3 separate regions of the Zea mays genome follow, and all the other regions are linked to region 1. The links are chromatin contacts, called in public Hi-C maps. All regions are on one chromosome and are shown on one strand. Each heading gives the region's core, a stretch centred on a gene start, on an enhancer-like site or on the middle of the called end of the contact. The rest is flanking DNA. Distances are from core to core; before and after follow the strand shown.

Region 1 (2,572 bases), core at 37-2,536:
TATAACTTGATTAGAGATCCTATTTTAATCAAATTATAATTATAGATAGATTAATATTGATTGGGAGAGTTAATCTAACAAACAACAATTTTCCAATTATAAAATTATGCGATAAGCGATATGATAAAAATAATGTTGTTCCTGCGTAGACATTGTTATTACGAAGCTAACGCAACTGGAACAAATTAATTTGGACTTATATCGAAGAAGTTATTGATTTCAAAGTTTATACACAGAATAATTGATAAGGGCTAATCTGCAAATACTAGGGATTGAACTGTAATTGTATTCTACATGAGAGGGATGACGGGTTTATTTCACAAAAGGCTGCTTTTTATTAATTTGCACACGCCGAAGGGGTATGGTACAATCTGCGATCAAAATCCGACGACCATGGTATAAAATTCCCTCCATTAAACCTTACTCGCACATTGCTGATTTACGCTCCAGATCGAATCTAGCCGAACATGTATGCTTGGCCTAATCCCAACCGTGCAACACTAGATCCATGGCAAAGGCCATCACCTTCTACCTCCAGACGAAACTGTGCTCCGACGCCTGGCTTACCACAGAGGCCGTGGTTGGAGCCGTTCGTCCACCATTGCCGCACCCAAATCACGCATGTATCTACGCGCAAGAATAAAAAGGGGCTAGGCGAAGAAGGATGGCTCACCGTAAGCAATGCAGCAACGAAGCCCGACGTGTCCGAAGGAGACGACCATGGTTAACGCGTCAGCCGATGCTCACGAGGGCAGCGCGGGAGGGGGGAAATCCGGCTAACTCCACCACGGCCCCAACAAAACTCTAGAGATTCCCTTGGAGTGGGACGAAGAGCTAGAATATGTACTCTATCTCTCTCTCAATATATATACAGAGATAATACCGTACGTTCTAGACGACATACAGATGATCAGAGCCATGGCGGAGCAAGGGAGTAGCACGACGGAGTTTGACGCTCGGCCTCACATTTATTGGCGTCGTTATTCTGTTGGCCTAAGGCTTGCATTGGCACGGTGACATGGATGGAGGTTCATGGGGTAGGCCATAACTCGTATAAATACCCAGGATGAGAGGAGTCCAAGGCGGTGTAACAGATCATGAGCAAGAATCCCAGACGGAGAGATATCCGACCGAAGTCTACGAGAGATACCCGACCGAAGTACGTGCACCAGAAAGCGGGAAGGAGACGAGCCCAGCATGCCACCAGTCGATCGTGTGAACCGGCCAATGGGCACCGGTGGTCAGTGCTCGCGACTATCACGTGTCAAGCGAGCCAGAGAGGCCAGGTAAGGCGTGTTCACGTGAGAAGAAAAAAACTAGATGATGTCACTCATGCATCAGCGTGACATAGGTAGTATTTTCTCCTCGGCAACAAAATAAATGGAAAACGAAAACGTGATAGAAGGGGACGTGGGCTAGCTTCCATGCTTGGGCCGAGCGGTCTTCAGCGGCATTTTTTTCTTTTGTTATATTCTTTTCTTTTTTTCTTTGTTTTCTATTCTAATTTGAAAGTTCAAATTCAAATTAAATGCACAATTCAAAGACCCATCATGATGCACATTTATTTATTATATTCCTATTTCAAATTATTATTGCTAATTAATTTAATCTCTTACACGGTGGCTTATCTCCATGGTAAGTAAATATTACGCACTCATATAACTAGAGAGAATCCTTTCTTTCTATAGAATTTGGGTGTTACAAGAGGTAACACTTAAATTTGGTAGATATTAGAGAAGTAATTTTATAGCCCCAAATCCAGGGTGTTACAAAAACACTCGACAAACTCTTTTGCCGGTTGTGACACTTAGCAAAAAGGACTCAGTGAACTGTACATCAGCAATGACCTCTTTGTCAAGTACTTCATGTCTGGCATTCGACAAGAAAAGTCACCGTGACGGCGACAAGTGACAATGATGGAGCCTTTGCCGAGTGCCTGCTGGCCTGCCATTCAGCAAAGCAAGCTACAGTGGCCCCCCACGGTAGCCTCTATGCCGAGAGTCACAAGCTCACACTTAGCAAGGCAAGATTCTTTCCCGATTGCCTGTTTGCCTGGCACTCAGCAAAGGAAGCACCAATGGGTCTCTTTGCTAGTGTCTATGCCGAGTGCGCTGGCCGGCACTCGGCAAAGGGAGCTTCTTTGCCGAGTGCTAGGACCACATCACTCGGCAAAGAGGCTTTATCGGTTCCTAGGTGTGCTCTCTTTGCCGAGTGTTGTGATCATTGCACTCGGCAAAGACAATCTTTGCCAAGTGTAACACTCGACAAAGTGACCAAAAACCCTGTTTTTATTTGTTTTTTGTTATTCCATCCAAACAAACAAAAGATATATATCATTGACATCAGATATACATCACAAACTCATCACATGTATCACCAACACCACATATCTGACAAATAGCACCACATCAACAAGTTTCATAGCCCCAAATTTAGGGTGTTACAAAAACACTCGACAAACTCTTTTGCCGGTTGTGACACTTAACAAAGAGGACTCAATGAACTGTACATCGGCAATGGCCTCTTTGTTGAGTACTTCATGTCTGGCATTCGACAAAGAAAAGTCATCGTG
Region 2 (2,572 bases), core at 45-2,544, 210 kb before region 1:
CAGATGGAGCATCCTTAACTTTCTTCCCAAGTGCAGCATTTTTAGCCTGAGATTCTTGGAAACGTGCTTCCTTGGCTAGGCGTTTCTAAGTATTGTGAATCATACAGCTTCATCAGACTTAAAATTATGATAATACAAAGAGGTAAGTTTGTGAAGTCTCACCCCTCTCAACACATCATCCATGGTCAAACTACTACAAACCTAGGTGCTCATCTTACCTCACGAGCCTTTTCTGACTCAAAATCATCATATAGTGCCTCGTCAACACGCTGTCGATCCACTAGCCCAATCATTGTGTTGAACTTGGTCTTCGTGATCTCTTCTCTGACAAAGATATGGCAAAACAAACTTATGGGCACTGTCCCGTACGGCAACATAGCAAAAGACCACAAAGAATACATTTGGGGATTACTTACATTGTAATCTCTATTTCAGGGAGCTCCGATATGGATTCGGCGGAATCAAGGGCATTCTCAACTAGCTCCCGCAACGTGGTGTACAGGGATTTACCAGGCTGACCAGCACCATTACATCAGTATCTCTGTGAAATAATGACTACGATAGTATCTTATAAATTTCCTCCTCAAAAGTGTACTACAACTAGAATGAGTAATATCCTTTAATCATAGTTTTTGTTTGTTTCCCACTGCCAGATGTGGTCTAAGTTTAATCTATAGATAAGAATGTGCTTGAACCAGAAGGAAAATAAAGAAGTGAAATTATCTGTCGACAAGATAACAGGGCATCTCCACACTGATTCTAGCTAAATTTCGCAAACGCACGAAATCTAGCTGTTGCACCCAAATCGGCTAAAAGTCCTTAGAGAACAACTCACATTGTCAAACCCGGCAATGTTCTTGTTCTCAGCGAAGAATTCGGCGGGCGATTCTGCAGCAGAACACCCAGAAAAGATACAAAATGTATAAGATAAACCGACCCAAAGTACTGAAAATCTTAATGAGAAATGGGATCGGGGAGGGAGCTCACTCTGCTTAAGGAGGCTGCTCTCCTTGGCCGACGTCTTGGGGCCGGCGGCCGCCTTCCCCTTCCCCGTTGCCTTCCCCTTGGCCGCCGCCGCCTTGGGAGTCTTCTTCTTGGTCTCGGCAGCGGCGGCAATGGCCTCGTCGTCGGAGGTGTTCATGGCGAGGTCGGATCTAATTGAGACGGTAGCTAGGGTTCGGGTGCAAAATTGGAGAGCGCGATCTCTCAAAAGTCTGAGCCAAATGTGGGTCCGTTTGGGACTTTGGGCGGACTATCGTACCAGATGTATCGAAATGGTCCATAAGAAATTAGACACTCGACATAAATCATGGTTGAAAAAATGGCATTTTTTAAGTAATAATCAATCAACAACGCCGACTTTTACGAAAACTGGTTTTTGCCCGTTTAGGGTGAAAACATCTTCTTGAGAGAAAAATGATGTTTCCAAACTAATGGTTCCACCTAACGGAATTTTATCCAGCTAGGAGCAGCTCCAATAATTATATAAATTTAGCTATCTAAATCATAGATTTAATAAGTTATTAAATAACTTTAGGAGTAAAGAATTATGAGTTCTCTAGTAGTTTTCTAAATATAATTTGAAGTTTTTTTGTATCTATCCACATAAAAAATAAGACACAAATGTGAACAATCATCTCCATTAACTACATAATGCAGTCAACATTTTTGTTTAGTGAGTTGCTAAATAGTTGTCAAATATAGAGAGAAAATGAGGTTAGATAAGAACTGCTAAATTTATAAAACTCGTTTAGAGAACTGTTGGAGAAGAGTTTTTATATTAACTACCTAAATTATTGATTTAGTTTTAGAGAATTATTGCTCTAAAGGGGGTATTTTTTGGGATTATAGTCTACCGAGATCATTTTTGTTTAATTTGTCGGATTATATAATCTGGATAGATTGTAATCCAAAAAAAACACCCCCTAAATTTTAGGTGAAAGTATATATCAATGTGTTGGGACGACTAAGTGCGTGTTTGGCATGGCTCCGGAGTAGAACTCTAAGAAGAAGTTCACTCTAACTCCAGGGTTACAAACTCAATGGAATTTTCAGAGTTGTAGTACAAATTTTTGGAGTACCTGCTTTGCTGCTCCGAAAACTCTAAAAACAACCTAGACGTGGAGTTTAGAGTTATTTAACTGTCACTGGTTATGAGAAACAATTTAAACTCTAGAGCGGAGCTGCTCCACCCAGAGTTTTAGAGTAGAGCTACTCTGAAGTGGAACAGAACCATGCCAAACACGCCCAAGTGACTCTAGCAATCCATTTGAATGGAGAGTTATATTCTATCTTTTTTGTGTATTACTCGCAAGATCCTTCGCTTCTGGTTTATCCAAATTGCACAATTCAAGTATCAAATCATTAAACACCAAAAACTTTCCCTTGCAACCAAGGCCAACCATGTTTTTGTGAGAGCCAAAGCTAGATCTAGTCTCACAAAGGCCAGACACAACAATATTAAACAAATCAAAGTTTGGTTCAACTTCTTCATTGATAATAAAAATATGCACACCAACAGTATCGTCATCACTAACCCTCTGACCACCATGCACCATGGAGTTGAGTAACT
Region 3 (2,572 bases), core at 35-2,534, 180 kb after region 1:
ATGCTAGAGATTATTTGGACTATAAAAATCAAATGATTTTTTATAAAATATTTAATTATGAAATGCTCACTAAAAAACATGAGCATTATAGTGGGGGTGTTCTTTATGCTAATTGTGATCGAGATTTTAGCTCTGTACCTACTATCTCACTCATAAAAAAGATTGTTGCGATCACTACGATATTTCGCAATTTCATTTGTGATTATTCTAGTGGTTGACTAAAGCAAATTTTATTACAACGAACGCATTTCATGATTATGTGGCAACATCCTTATCTTGCATCAAACTAGATATAATGATCATATAATATTTTTGTGATAAAAACTATGTTTGTAATTATTTATATTTGATAATTTATATTTACAAAAAATAATTATATGACTCTTTATCCATGATAAACATATAAACACCGAAACCAAAGATAAACATGACTTCTCACTTAAACAAAAAACACTAAGGGCTTGTTCGGTTAGGGGTGGATTGAGGGGGATTGGAGGGGATTAAATCCCCTTCTATACAAATTTAAATAGGAGGGGATTTAATCCCCTCCAATCCCCCTCAAACCCCTTCAAACCGAACAAGCCCTAAGGTGTCAATCGGTTGTTTAGGATTAGTGGATCGAAACGATTTCTAACCGGATTGCTTCTCTAATTTATATAAACTTGAAACGATTCCGGACGCAATCCAACGCAAACCAACAAGACCTAATTTAGAAAGTTACACTTCAATAAAAAAATACCGGCCTACCAGGTCCCAAATCGACCAAGCCGGTTCTGTCGGGCTCAGGTTAGCCTCTCATAGCAGGACGCGCAGAGGAACCGGCCTGATCGAGTTCTGCGGAGGGCAGCATCTTCTCACCCACTCGTCCTTTTTTCTCATCGACAGACCCAAACGTATAGTATTAAACTTTGGCACGGTACAACGGTTTTGGAATTGTATTCCTAATATACTAACATAGACCAAACATACTCTTGTAAATACGCTCATAAACAGAAATCCAGAGCAAACAATAGGATTGAAGCCTACACTTCTGTATTTGTAGGAATTGAAGTCTACACTTCTGTATTGGTAGACACAGGTGATGTCTTCGTCGAAGGCGCCAGGAAGAAACGACTAGTAGGATCCAAAAAGTTAGGCCGTAGATAGGTTGTAGGCTCCACCGGACTCAAGAAATCGGTTGCACTTTTGCTGGTCAAATCTGAGGACCAAGTTCCAGCGATCAGTGATGAGGCCACCCGCCACCGGAAGAGCCAGGTTGTCCGAACGGGTACTGCTCAGGCAAGGAGCTCCTCGATCTTGTTGTGTTCGTTCCATCGAGGGACGGCGCATACCTGTCAATAACTGAGCGCTGTGTTCCAGTCGGACCCGAAAGCCCATACGAATACCTGTCCATTACTGAGCCTCGTTGTGAACTTGCACCTGAGAGCCCAAAAGGGGGAACAGTTGGAGCTGGTTGGCTAACGCGAGCACCTGAAGATCCAAGGGAGTATCTTGCCGAGAGGTAATTATCAGCAACCGTTCCACCATGCAGTCTTGAATCTGTTGCTAGTGGGACCATACTAGCTTGTGGGTTACTGTCACCACCAATTTGTCCATATCTTGCACTGTATCCTGGCATAAGCACATCAGCATTAGCGTTTAAATCTTCTGAGCTCGGATGCCTGTAAAAGCTGCCATCTCCTTTAGACCACGGATCACTGTTTGGAGCAGTAATATACGGCTTGGTCACTTCTTCGATGCTGGAGCCCCTCATCCTTGAGCTATCATCAATGTGACTGAAGATAGGATCATTTTTCCTCTTAAATCCATCACAGTATTCCTCTTTGATTGCCAAATAACTGTCATGATTTGGAACCCTATTGAGCACAGAGTCACTAGGTTCTTCTGCCAAAAGGTGAGCATTCGTATCCAAGTGTTCAATTGGTCTCGTCAGGGAATAGCTCATGGGTTTGCTTCGAGCATTGCAACTGACTGGGGGTGAGATACTCATGTCAGAATCCCCTCCTCTAGACCTCATGTTTGGCATCCCTGCTGCAGTTTGCTCGTAGTTGTACTGCGCGCTCTTTTTTTCATTATGAGCAATCTTTTTGCTAGGAATAACTCTTGTTTCCTCATATGCAACTTCCACTTGCTTTTCAGGGGGGAGGCTCTCTGTGTGATCAGGTGTCCCCTTGCTGCTCCTGTTGTCATGTCTCCTCCTGTTGTATCTGCCAATCTTTCTATCTTTTCCAGAATGCGACATGACTTTGCTGGAAGCTTCAGGTTCTTTCTTCACTGGGAGGTTATCTGGTATATTAGCCTTTTTCACATGGTGTTCTATCTTCCCTAGAGTTCTCTTCTCTTCTTCAGATCTTGCTTGCTTCCTAGCAGAACCATCATCAAGTAGATTGGACATTCTGTCATTGAATGGAGTCTCTTTCCCTGATCTCGAGTTCAGTTTGTTTGTAGCATCAGATTGTTTCCTCACGGACAGGTCATCTGATAGATTACTCTCTTCAACATGGCAAGCTATCTTCCCCATACAAGTATGACCATGCTCTTCAGCCACTTGCATGTGCTTCTTTGTCCAACC

The links. Hi-C and Micro-C count contacts between places; a contact is called where the count stands out from the background.
Region 2: a Hi-C map of leaf shows a contact between it and region 1, with 2.3 times the contacts expected there. The contact joins the promoter of LOC103632502 here to the enhancer-like site in region 1. A contact is called at or near these places in 8 of 25 Hi-C or Micro-C datasets (bundle sheath, ear, endosperm and 3 more).
Region 3: a contact with region 1 is called in a Hi-C map of leaf, with 3 times the contacts expected there. The contact joins two enhancer-like sites. A contact is called at or near these places in 6 of 25 Hi-C or Micro-C datasets (bundle sheath, ear, endosperm and 2 more).

What each region holds. Positions count from the first base shown.
Region 1 is chr7:80,815,930-80,818,501 of Zm-B73-REFERENCE-NAM-5.0, reverse strand. No RefSeq gene overlaps it. Among protein-coding and RNA genes, the nearest start is that of LOC103632499, 6.8 kb to the right of the region's middle. Within about 2 kb of position 1,286, at least 16 of the 20 cell types and tissues checked have an H3K27ac peak or open chromatin away from gene starts, as enhancers often do. A contact at or near this core is called in bundle sheath, ear, leaf and 1 more, where this site is marked.
Region 2 is chr7:81,027,281-81,029,852 of Zm-B73-REFERENCE-NAM-5.0, reverse strand. It overlaps LOC103632502 (DNA topoisomerase 6 subunit B), which reads right to left and starts at 1,294. Exons shown (of 19, transcript XM_020541030.1): 1 at 988-1,294; 2 at 836-888; 3 at 417-514; 4 at 219-324; 5 at 1-85. The coding sequence starts at 1,141.
Region 3 is chr7:80,639,718-80,642,289 of Zm-B73-REFERENCE-NAM-5.0, reverse strand. LOC103632498 (protein ENHANCED DOWNY MILDEW 2) reads right to left here. Exons shown (of 19, transcript XM_008654289.2): 19 at 852-2,572. The coding sequence ends at 1,220. Among protein-coding and RNA genes, the nearest start is that of LOC103632498, 43 kb to the right of the region's middle. Within about 2 kb of position 1,284, at least 6 of the 20 cell types and tissues checked have an H3K27ac peak or open chromatin away from gene starts, as enhancers often do. A contact at or near this core is called in leaf, where this site is marked.